Linked DNA regions of Mus musculus: region 1 is linked to region 2. A link is a contact called in public promoter capture Hi-C data. All regions are on one chromosome and are shown on one strand. The core of a region is the stretch at or near the end of the contact, and the rest is flanking DNA. Distances in the headings are between cores, read along the strand shown. Region 1 has its middle 32 kb from the start of Gm29927. Region 2 has its middle 54 kb from the start of Gm41042.

Evidence for each region. Promoter capture Hi-C pulls out the DNA fragments that hold promoters and counts their contacts.
Region 1: a promoter capture Hi-C map of second pharyngeal arch cranial neural crest shows a contact between it and region 2. The contact joins two enhancer-like sites. A contact is called at or near these places in 1 of 39 promoter capture datasets (second pharyngeal arch cranial neural crest) and 2 of 484 Hi-C or Micro-C datasets (nephron progenitors and uterus).

The regions. Positions count from the first base shown.
Region 1 is chr13:102,621,507-102,627,405 of GRCm38.p6, forward strand. No RefSeq gene overlaps it. Among named protein-coding and RNA genes, the nearest start is that of Gm29927, 32 kb to the left of the region's middle. Within about 2 kb of position 4,210, at least 134 of the 459 cell types and tissues checked have an H3K27ac peak or open chromatin away from gene starts, as enhancers often do. A contact at or near this core is called in second pharyngeal arch cranial neural crest and uterus, where this site is marked.
Region 2 is chr13:100,940,660-100,946,379 of GRCm38.p6, forward strand. It overlaps the pseudogene Gm10257. Among named protein-coding and RNA genes, the nearest start is that of Gm41042, 54 kb to the right of the region's middle. Within about 2 kb of position 2,707, at least 14 of the 459 cell types and tissues checked have an H3K27ac peak or open chromatin away from gene starts, as enhancers often do. A contact at or near this core is called in second pharyngeal arch cranial neural crest and uterus, where this site is marked.

The DNA of each region.
Region 1 (5,899 bases), core at 2,960-5,459, 1.7 Mb after region 2:
TAAGGCAGTGACTGAAATCAAAGGCAAAATCATTGGTGGATGTTTCAGTCCCAGGTTCTCCTGACAATTTGCTTTAATGGTATGAAGATATCTGTGGCCACTTCCAATCTGTCATCCAGATATCTTCAAGACAGAGGGAGGGCTACTCTTCTAGCTGCCACCTCTCTGCAGTGAGGTAGCTTTGGACCCCAAGGGCATTAAGGACAGAGGAGCAAAAGAGATAGAAGCAACCCGGAGTTTCTATGACAGTCCTGCCCTCCTTGCCTATTTTACATACATTAAAAACTGCCCTGTTTTGTTAATGCCACTTTATATTGCATTTCTGTAGGCCCGTAACCAAAAGCAATTCCCCCGCTTACTCCAAGATCTAATTAACTTTATAAAAATGATGCTGAAACTAGAGAAAGTTTAGAACAAGAAGTTGCTGAGAGAGCCAGTTTTCCTCGGGGTTAGCTTTCCAGAGAACAAATATGCTGATCTCACAGGAGATGTCGCTCCTTTTAATTTGCTAATCTCTGTTTTCTTTTTCAGTTAAACTGAAAACAGGCAGTCAGATCATTCATAAGTCACATCTCTCTACATCCCGAGAGTCACATGAAGAAAGTACCTGCCTCTGTCACTTGCTCCAGACAGGGGAAGGGTTACCTTAACAGTCAAACTGCCTGTGTCCCCAGACTCTTGCGTTAACCCTCTACAGGTTCAAAGACCATCAAAAGTGTTGACTCACTCAGCCAAGCAATTTTCCAAGGGATCTAACACCCTCTCCTGGACTCTGGATACCTGTCCCCGTGTACACATTCACACACACTAAAACACTAAACACTTTAGAGAAGAAATGGTACATAAATATACCATTAGTTTTCACCAAAAGGATGACACCTGCTTCAGTTTGTCTACAATTGAATTTACTGGAACTTGAGACTTCTGGTGCTAAAACTGGAACAATACCTGGCAAATTAGGTCTATTGTTTATAGTAGTAGCAATAACACTCCTAAATTCCATCACCTTGACATGATGTATAATGGTTATCTCGGTGTCTCTGAGTCTATTGTTTATAGTAGTAGCAATAACACTCCTAAATTCCATCACCTTGACATGATGTATAATGGTTATCTCGGTGTCTCTGAGTCAGGAATTTGGATACAGCTTAGACAGACCTCTGTTCCACACTGCCACCACCCCTAAAGCTGCAGTTAGGGTTTCAGAGAGGGCTGAAGTCTCAACCAATGGATGAAGATATTTGGTTTTCTGGTTCACTCATGAGTTTGCTTGCAAGACTCAGTTCCCCAAAGGCTATTGGGACATTGGAACAGAGGTTCCCGTTACTTGCTGCCCTCTATCCTTGCCACAGCAACTTGTCCATCAAACCGCAATATCATTTTATAAAAGACAGGAGTCACAAGGTTTGGTAACTTGACCAAAGAGGCAGAACACCTTCAACGCTACCATAGTGAATTGATTGGGAAGACTAGAGTGAAAGAAATAAAGCATTCTAACTACAAGAAGACTGTAAGACAAGAGACAGAATACTGGTCGCATACAATGCCAGTACCTATAGATCAGCATCTGGAACACCTGGACCAATCTGAGAATCTGACATATCCTTGTCTTGGCATTCACATCGTCTCAAACTCACAGCCTTCCACCACCATCTTTTCCCCTTCTGCAGAACAAAGGCTAACCTGGCTAAAGTGTTCCCTCTTCTTGGTTCAAGTCTCTATCCACAGCTTCCTTGGCCAATGTGATGCTTTCTATATGCTTAGCCCAGGGAATAGCACTCTTTGGAGGTGTGGCTTTGTTGGAGTAGGTGTGTCACTGTGGGAGTGGACTTTAATACACTAGTCCTAGCTGCCTGGAAGCCAGTATTTTGCTAGCAGCCTTCAGATGAAAATGAGAAACTCTTAGCTCTGCCTGCACCATGCCTGCCTGGATGCTGCCATGTTCCCACCTTGATGATAATGGACTGAACCTCTGAACCTGTAAACCAGCCCCAGTTAAACGTCCTTATGAGTGTTGCCTTAGTCATGGTGTCTGTTCACAGCAGTAAAACCCTAAGACAGACAGAGACACTCTCATAAAATGACCACACTCAGGGAAGCCCAACGCATGACAACTTCAGGAGGAAAATATGGCTCGAGTGTTTTTATTGTTATTATCTTGTGGGGAGGTGTTTTCCTACATGTATGTCATTCACTACATTTGTGTCTGGTGTCCAGCAAGGCAGGAAGAGAGCATAAAATCACCTAAAACTACAGTTAAAGATGGTATTGACCCACCATGCAGGTGCCGGGAATTGAACCCAGGTCCTCAGCAAGAGCAGCAAGAGGTCTGAACCACTGAGCCATCTCTCCAGCCCCTCATGGTTCACTTGTATTTCCTCCCAGGTCAGATCCAACTTCACCAGCCCAGGATTATTTTCAGTCATCACCCACGCAATTTGGATTCTTCTCTTTAAGAGGTTGTGAGGATAACTGAGCTCACCAAGCAACCAGTGGTTAAATTATCCTGCAGCAGAAAAGATTGCCTCACCCTGTGCTCATTCTTCCTTCTACATCTTTGGAGGACGTAGCCTCTTCTGTTCTCTAGAAAATCGCTGCCATGGTGGTAGAACTGCCATGGAGCCTTGAGTTAGCTCTCTGGGAAGACGTTGGGGAAGAAGGAAACTCCAAACCTAACTTCAGCCCATCACCTTGCTATTCCAAAGCTTTAAAGATAAAACTGGTGTTGTTTTTTGCTTTTTGGCTTTGTTTGTAGTTTGTTTGTTTGTTTTAAATAATAGGTCTATGAATTAATACTCTGGGGAACAAAGTGCCCAGGACTACTTAGGCAGAGAATAATTGTTACCTATTTAAAGTGCCCCACAGATCCAGAGGGCAAAACAAAAAGTGATCTTTCAGGCCACATTGTCCCTGTCATTGGGCTAATGCCATGTTTAAGACAGCTGGCTTTATAAACTCAGATAGGCCTCTCTGGCTGAGATCTAGTCCCACATAGGTGGAACGGTCTCCCTTAGACCTATTTCCTTCTCAAACTGTAAGCCTGAAGGCCCATTTGCTCTCTGTCCCTTTTCACATGTTACCAGCCTTTCTTCTCCTAGGGTTTATGCCCCGCCCCCAATGTAGGAGGACAGTTTAGGGTCTGTAATGATCAAAGGCAAAGTTAAGGTTGAGCATCTATTTTTTTAGCCATCAGATGACTCCCTAGGGAGAGTGAAGGCCCCAGGAAACATCTGCTGTTTCACAGAAAGGATGCCTGGCTCTTTCCTCACTCCTTGGAATTCTGAAAAGGTCTTCATCTGATCTCTCAGTTCAGTGGCTACCATGCCATGAGGGGTGTGTTTGGTAGGGGGTGAGGGTGGGGAACACTCATTCTGCACACAAGGACTTTCAGTTTTCTAGAAGCCAAACTTGTTTGCCTTTGAAGAAGGGATGTCTCTCCCATCTTTCTACCGAAGACTTGGGAGTTTATTTATTTATTTATTTATTTATTTATAGGGCTCTGTGTTAGCCTCTTCATGGGTAACCCTCCCTTCACAGTTTGAGGACTGTCACCAGCCCAGGAGAGGAAGATCAGCTCTTCCTCCCCTGGGGAGTTCAAACTTTTCCTTGATGTTTCTGGTGATATATCAGTCAATTGTCCCAAGAGCCAACCAAAGACGGGCTAGGGGAGAGACCGACACACCAGCCTCTGTGAACAGAGAAGATCTGGAGGGTCATTCTTGAATGGGTTGCTGTAAGGGAGGAGATGAAATATGGGGCAATGTCTCAGAAGGCCAAGAGGCAGAGCTAGGGAAAGGCGGCAGATGTTGTCGAGGCTCCTCTTTCAAGTTCCTGTGCACTCGGAATCTGCAGATGTATGTTGGCAGGGCTACAGTCAGAGTGAATTGGGAGGCAGGGGTTCACACATCTGGAAAGCATTTGCAGAGGGCAGAGTTCAGAAGTGCTCTGCCTCTGCTGCCTGCAGAGCAGCCTGTCCAAGCAGACTGACTCGGAGTGGAGGACTGGCTGGAGACACTGGGGTCTCGGTCTAAGTGGAAGATCTACCTAAGCCAGTAGGTTCTCCTCACTATCATATCAACCCCATAGGAAAGCTGAAATGATCATAAGATGAGAGTGAGTCTGGGGAAAGACTGGAGTAGAGAAGAGAATGCTCCCTAACTGTGAGAAGTCTGGCTTCCAGTCAAGAAACAAAATGTACTTGGACTGAATCCAGTGCATGAGTTAACTTGAGAGCAAAGAACACCATTCAGGGGAGGGGAAGAAAGGCCACTCCACTGCATAGGAACACCCAGCGGTTGTGCTCACGCCACACTGGCTTTTCCCAGAAGTCTCTGTACATTTCGCCTTCATTTGTTTCAAGAATGCAAAAGACACTCTTTAGCTGGGGAAAATTAATTACTCTCTTTGAAGGATTTATGGGGTTCTGCGGAGCAGAAAGAGAGAGAGAAAGACCCCCAAAGCCTGGGTTATCACCCCATTGCCCCTCAGCCTCTTGCTGTCCAACATGAGATGTGGGTCTGCTTCCCAGAAAGGCCACCTCGGCCTGGGGGCTTAGCTCCCCTCAGGGGAAAAGTTTCAGGGTGAAGTCATGTCCCAGTGCAAAGGTCCTGCCATCCCCATCAGTACAAATGATCCAGTGCACAGCTGTTCATGGTGCTTAGCTGGGGGCCTCGTGTCCCTGTGTTTAGTGATGTGACCCCCTCAAGGTGTGATAATGACTTAAAGATGCTGGGGCTTAAGCACATTGGTCGCTGTGATCCTGATCCTTGGAAGAATCAGAATCCATCTGGAGAGAGAGCATGGCAAATATAAAGAGAATGAGTTATAAAACACAGCACAAAACACGATGTATACCATGTCAGGAAATAAAACAAGTCTAGGCAAATGTCCTCAGACTCCCCCAAGCCTGCTGACCTTCTAGATTGATGAGTGTCTCACATCCCATAGTTGCCCAAACCAGTAACCTATGGCGTATCTCCCCCTTCACCACCAGCTCATCCTCTATGGCCACTGGATACTACTGTTACGATATCCTTAGCATCTCTTCATGGGGCTGTCCTCACTTCAACCCATTACCCTCAGTGTGCCTACCTAGAATCAATGCAGCTGAGAACCCAATTCCCAGTTGGCCACTCTGCTCTCAACCTTATCCCACTAAATTGGTTTTCTGGTGTGTCTTTCTGAATTTAAATATGAACATGTCACACTATTCTAAAAAAAAACACACCACACGATCCTCTGACTTTGAGGACAAACATCAGCTCCTTGGTATGACAGACAAAATCCTTGTGATCTGGTTCTTATCACTTTCCTCACTTTGACTTGGGCTGCTCTGGTAAGTGTTCAAAAACAAGATGCTCAGGCAGACCACCACTGTGTCCTGGAAAACCTGGCCAGCCCTCCCACCTCCCAGCAAGAGTTAACTTTACATTTCCTGATTATTCCACATTCCTTGTTCATCTGGTCCTTTGCACATCTTTATCTCTCTAACACAAATGACCCTGTTCCTATTTCCTCCAAACCTAGACATCCTTCAAGCCCAAGCTGGTCCAGAGACAACTGGGAGAAATGCCCGGTGTTTCAAGGGGATTAAGGTTCAAGAGAAGAAGCAATCAAAAAAAGGTGTGTCTTCCATTGCAAACACTAGCAAGCGTTTGCTGAAAGGACCCTGATATAGACGTCTCTTGTGAGACTAGGCCAGGGCCTAGCAAACACATAAGTGGATGCTCACAGTCAGCTATTGGATGGAGCACAGGGCCCCCAATGGAGGAGCTAGAGAAAGTATACAAGGAGCTAAAGAGATCTGCAACCCTGTAGGTGCAACAACATTATGAACTAACCAGTACCCTGGAGCTCTTGACTCTAGCTGCATATGTATCAAAAGATGGCCTAGTCGGCC
Region 2 (5,720 bases), core at 1,457-3,956:
GGGTCACACATTAGGAAGGCCGAGAAGCACTACCCTAGAGCATCTCCCTCTTTCTGCAGGCCCCCACCATTTGTCCTTGGTCTAAGAAGGCCAAGGTCACTGACCTGGCCCCAGCGAGGAAGTTTCCCTTCTGTTTCTCAGTCCAATGTTCTAAAGATAGGAGGATATTCACGAATTTTGGTTTTCCACTCTTTATCCTGGCCATTACTGGACGAAGCTCAGGCACAGGCAAACAATGTCGAATCGACTTCCTTGAAAATGGAAGGCCTGTCCCAGCCTCTGAGTCACGGGCTCAGGTGCGCGGTGCGCCTGAGGCTGGCCTGGTGCCATCTTGTGAACACTTGTGGAAAGGCAGGGTGGCTGCTAGCATGCTGCACGCTAAAGCTGCCTTTCCTGTCTTATTTCCGGTTAAGAAAGAAGGAGCAGAGGAGGAAGAGAAAAGGTGACGTCCAGTTCAGATGCTCGGCAGCTGAACCCTCTGGGAACTTTTAACAGCTCCGTGCATAATCTTACACAGGCAGGGCATAGGCTAATGGAACTGATTAGGGGAAACCAAGTTAGATAACCTTTTCTGTTCTTTTAAAGCTCATCACATCACTTTCAAACTCCACAGGCAACCTTCCAAGATTTGTGTTTGAGGATTTTTTTTTTTTTTCCTGTATAGATGACCTCATTTCTATTCCTAGGGTTACATACCTGCCAAGCATTCACCGATAACACTTGTTAGTTCAAATCTCTCTAGGGTTACAATAAAGTGACATGCAAGTTTCTAACTGAAAAGAAAAGACGCATGAAACTGATGTTAAGAAGCGGGTTGCAGCAGTGGGGTGGTAGCACACACCTTTAATCCCAGCACTCGGGAGGCAGAGGCAGGCAGATTTCTGAGTTTGAAGCCAGCCTGGTCCACAAAGTGAGTTCCAGGACAGCCAGGGCTATACAGAGAAACCCTGTCTTGAAAGAAACAAAACAAAACAAAACAAAAAACAAAAAACAAACAAACAAACAAAAAGAAGTGGGTTGCAGCTGACCCATCCCCAAACTTTAAGAACCCACACTCATGACTGACTTCAGTGAAGCTTGCCTTTCACCAGGGTGATCTGGAGGGCTTGCTGAGCTCCAGGGCAGAGCCCACCCCAGAGCTCCTTATACTTTACGGTTGGGGTGGGATCCACAGTGTTTAACAAGTTTCCTGGGGCTAATGATGTTTCTGGTATGGGGGACTTTTTAAAAATATAGGTTTGGTTATTGTAAGGTTGAAAAGCCCAAGAAAGCCGAATTATGGATTCTCCTTTCCCAGTTGGCTGGAGAAAGTAGTTATTCTGACAGAGAGAGGCAAGGCTCAGGAGGTGGAGCTCGGCTCCCATTCTTCTAATGCTTCCAACTATGTGATCCTGGCAGAGTAACCTTCTCTTCCCGGCACCTCCATTTTCTTATCTGAAAAACAGGGGTCTTCTAGCTCATAGGTTTGTGAGTGCGTATATATGTAGTATACCACGCTGACACATAGAATATCTATAATGAGCTGCTGGGGATATGGCTTGTTTGCTAGAGTGTTTATCTAACACATGGGAATCCCTGCTTTTGTTTCCACGCACCACATAAACATGGTGTTAGGGTTGCATGCCTATAATCCCAGCTCTCAAGAAGAGGAAGACCAGAAATTCAAGGCCACCCTTAGCAACATATTGATCTGAAGCTAGCCTGGGCTACATGAGACCCTGTCTAAAAATAACCAAGAGCCAAAACAACAACAAAACTGAAAAAACAAAACAACATATCCCCAAATCCCAAAACACAAAAAGCTATTGTAATGAATAGCTATTCTTTAAAACATTTGAAACTGAAGAAGAACGAAGACCAAAGTGTGGGCACTTTGCCCCTTCTTAGAATTGGAAACAATCACCCATGGAAGGAGTTACAGAGACAAAGTTTGGAGCTGAGACAAAAGGATGGACCATCTAGAGACTACCATATCCAGGGATCCATCCCATAATTAACCTCCAAACGATGACACCATTGCATACACTAGCAAGCGTTTGTTGCAAGGACCGTGATATAGCTGTCTCTTGTGAGACTAGGCCGGGGCCTAGCAAACACAGAAGTGGATACTCACAGTCAACTATTGGATGGATCACAGGGCCCCCAATGGAGGAGCTAGAGAAAGTATCCAAGGAGCTAAAGAGATCTGCAACCCTGTAGGTGCAACAACATTATGAACTAACCAGTACCCCAGAGCTCTTGACTCTAGCTGCATATGTATCAAAAGATGGCCTAGTCGGCCATCACTGGAAAGAGAGGCCCATTAAACAGGCAAACTTTATATGCCCCAGTACAGGGGAACGCCAGGGCCAAAAAATGGGAATAGGTGGGTAGGGGAGTGGGGGGGGGGAGGGTGGGGGGAACTTTTGGGATAGCATTGAAAATATAATTGAGGAAAATATGTAATAAAAAAAAACAAAACAAAAAAAACATTTTTATACATCTTTGAAGTAGTTACGTTTACTAAAAATAGACCGAAATAAAAATAATTAAATACAAGGCACAGGTACTTTAAATAAGTGTAAGGTGGTAATACTTTATTAAATTAAAAAATTCCCTGAAATGAAATATAGCATCTCCATGATCAGCCTTTGTTGTTCTGAGGTTAAGAGAAGTTGGCCCCTGTGCACCACACTGCTGAGGAGGAAAAACATCAGAACAAAGATTGCATAGAGGCATGATTAGGTAGCTTTTAAAACCATGAAACTCGAAACTTTCCCAGCTGTGGGAGTAGGCACAGCTGCTCCGAGTTTTAAAATTTGTTCTTGAGCTTTCCACCCCTTGCAAAATTGACTCCCTTCCTGGCGTGCCTTTGGTTAAGACTTTGGGTCTCTAGGATGCAAATTGTATTTTCTAGGAGTAATAGCCCATTAATCCGATAATATGCACTGACTCTTTCAGACTAGATTATGTGAGATTAGCTAGGTGTTACCTCGGAAAATACAGTGCCTTGCCCTGAGGGAATAGGTCACAGCTGCCTCTGAGGAAAGATCTGGGGTGTGGGGCTTTATGGGGACATGGGCTGCCAAGGGTACTGGGCAGGGCAGGGGCAGGGCAGGAGAGAGTGCTGGTGGGGGATTCAGCTGGCTACAGTCTCTGCCTGGAGAGTTCCACTTTCCAGTGCTGATTGCCCTCTTTTTTTTTTTTTTTTCCATTTTTTATTAGGTATTTCGCTCATTTACATTTGCAATGCTATACCAAAAGTCCCCCATAGCCACCCACCCCCTCTCCCCTACCCACCCACTCCCCTTTTATGGCCCTGGCGTTCCCCTGTACTGGGGCATATAAAGTTTGCGTGTCCAATGGGCCTCTCATTCCAGTGATGGCCGACTAGGCCATCTTTTGATGCATATGCAGCTAGAGTCAAGAGCTCCGGGGTACTGGTTAGCCCTCTTGTGCACTGAAATGGAGGTAGATGGCTTTAGCGTTGGAGGTTTGGAAGCCTCATGCATACCAGCTCCTCTCCAGGCCTCTGCCTGCAGTGCGCATGACCACTGGCTGTGAGAAGAAATTAAACTGAGTTCTAGTAGATGGACTCATAGAGTTAAGCCTCGCTTTGGGGCACAAAGGTAGCAATAACCCAGTGAGCTTGTCTCCTTCTCCTTTTCTAATGATGACTAAGTCACCTGAAGCAAACATTACATTAGCCTTATCCTAAAATCATGGGAAACCCCGAGACAACTGAAAGATAAGGCTTACTGGAGAGCAAGCTGCGACTTCATTTCATTTTAATAGTTTGTGCTGACTGGAAATCTTTAAACCAATCCCACTGGATGATTTTAGTGGCATTTTCTTGGCTAACCTATCAGAGAGATTGGTGCATGTGGCTTGCTTTCTACTTTAACAGCAAGGGCACACGAGGTTTGTTTTCCCCATGACACAGCATCATCCCTTCCTTCTCTCTGTTAAGTGGGAGGTCCTAGGTAGGAGTCTGGAACCCTTTTCCAGCCCTTGGGTTTTGCGGCAGGCTCGTTAGAACCTGACAGGGGTTCTTGGCACTTCAGCTAGCTCTTGGCAGCCAAGTGACCTTTCACTTTGAATGTAACTAATGTCCACTTGTAATGTCCAGCTCATGAATATTGCCAGACAGATTGGTTGATGGGACAACGCATAAAGACAACTGGTCAGCTCTGCCCTGTCCTCACTTGGCAACTAGTGGCTGTGGATGAAGGATGGGCAGTCTCTGTGGCCAGGGTCCTCAGCACCCAGCCATGGAGGCTGAGCTGGCACTGTGGCCTGGGGAGGGGCTGCAGTGGGGAGCAGAGAGGGGGGAGGACATGTTGGGATTGTTCTCAAGGCCAAGTGCTACAGTTCTGTGTCTATATGAACACTATATCTATAGGTGGACTTTAAGTATGGACTTTTAGCATCATAATTCTGGATTAGAGGATTAGAGAGATATTTGAAGATATTATTTAGTAGCTCTTGGTATTATATTGACATATGACACGATATAGGATATTATATTTATTTAGTCACTACAATCATGTAACTTTAAAGTATACGTCACAGATGTGTATATGTGGGGCAAAGTCAAGGAAAGGAACCTATCAGCCACATAGTTACCTTCTTGTGGTAGAAGTATCCACATTGACACTCTACTATTAGCTGGACTTCCAGGATACAGTGTTGTAACTACAGACTCCAGGATACAGTGTTGTAACTACAGACTCCAGGATACAGTATTGTAACTACAGACTCCAGGATACAGTGTTGTAACTACAGACTCCAGGATACAGTGTTGTAACTACAGACTCCAGGATACAGTGTTGTAACTACAGACTCCAGGATACAGTGTTGTAACTACAGACTCCAGGATACAGTGTTGTAACTACAGACTCCAGGATACAGTGTTGTAACTACAGACTCCAGGATACAGTGTTGTAACTACAGACTCCAGGATACAGTGTTGTAACTACAGACTCCAGGATACAGTGTTGTAACTACAGACTCCAGGATACAGTGTTGTAACTACAGACTCCAGGATACAGTGTTGTAACTACAGACTCCAGGATACAGTGTTGTAACTACAGACTCCAGGATACAGTGTTGTAACTACAGACTCCAGGATACAGTGTTGTAACTACAGACTCCAGGATACAGTGTTGTAACTACAGACTCCTGGATACTACAGACTCCTGTTGCTTTCCAGGCTCGTTCTTACTACAAAGTACAACTTTTTTTTTTTTTTTTTTTTAGTTTAATGTATTTTAATAGCAAACTTACAGGAACAGCACAGAAGACTGACAACATTAAGCACATGTACTTGTATGTAGGACAACTCAGTTAGAAAAGTATAGTGAATGGATGGAATTTACTGTGTGATAAAAATGCTACAAACACCATTTAGTTGCTGTCAATAAGAAATTTACTTATTTTAAAAAAATCCAAATGCTGGCATTGTCCAGAAAATTTTAACAGGTTTATTTATAATTGTTATAAAGTTGAACTGTTGAAATGTGTTCACTGAAACATTTTGCTTGCATTAATGCTTTCCATCTTGCATTTATATTAAAAATTCACACACAAATGAACGTGGAGAAACGCCAATACCTGATTCTGTCCCCTATGTTTCCACTCGCAATCATATACTTAGGTACCTTTGACCCCATGGAAAAAATATCTAACATTCAGAACTACTGATAACAGGAAGAAGAGGAAAAAAAATTTTTTTGAGAATG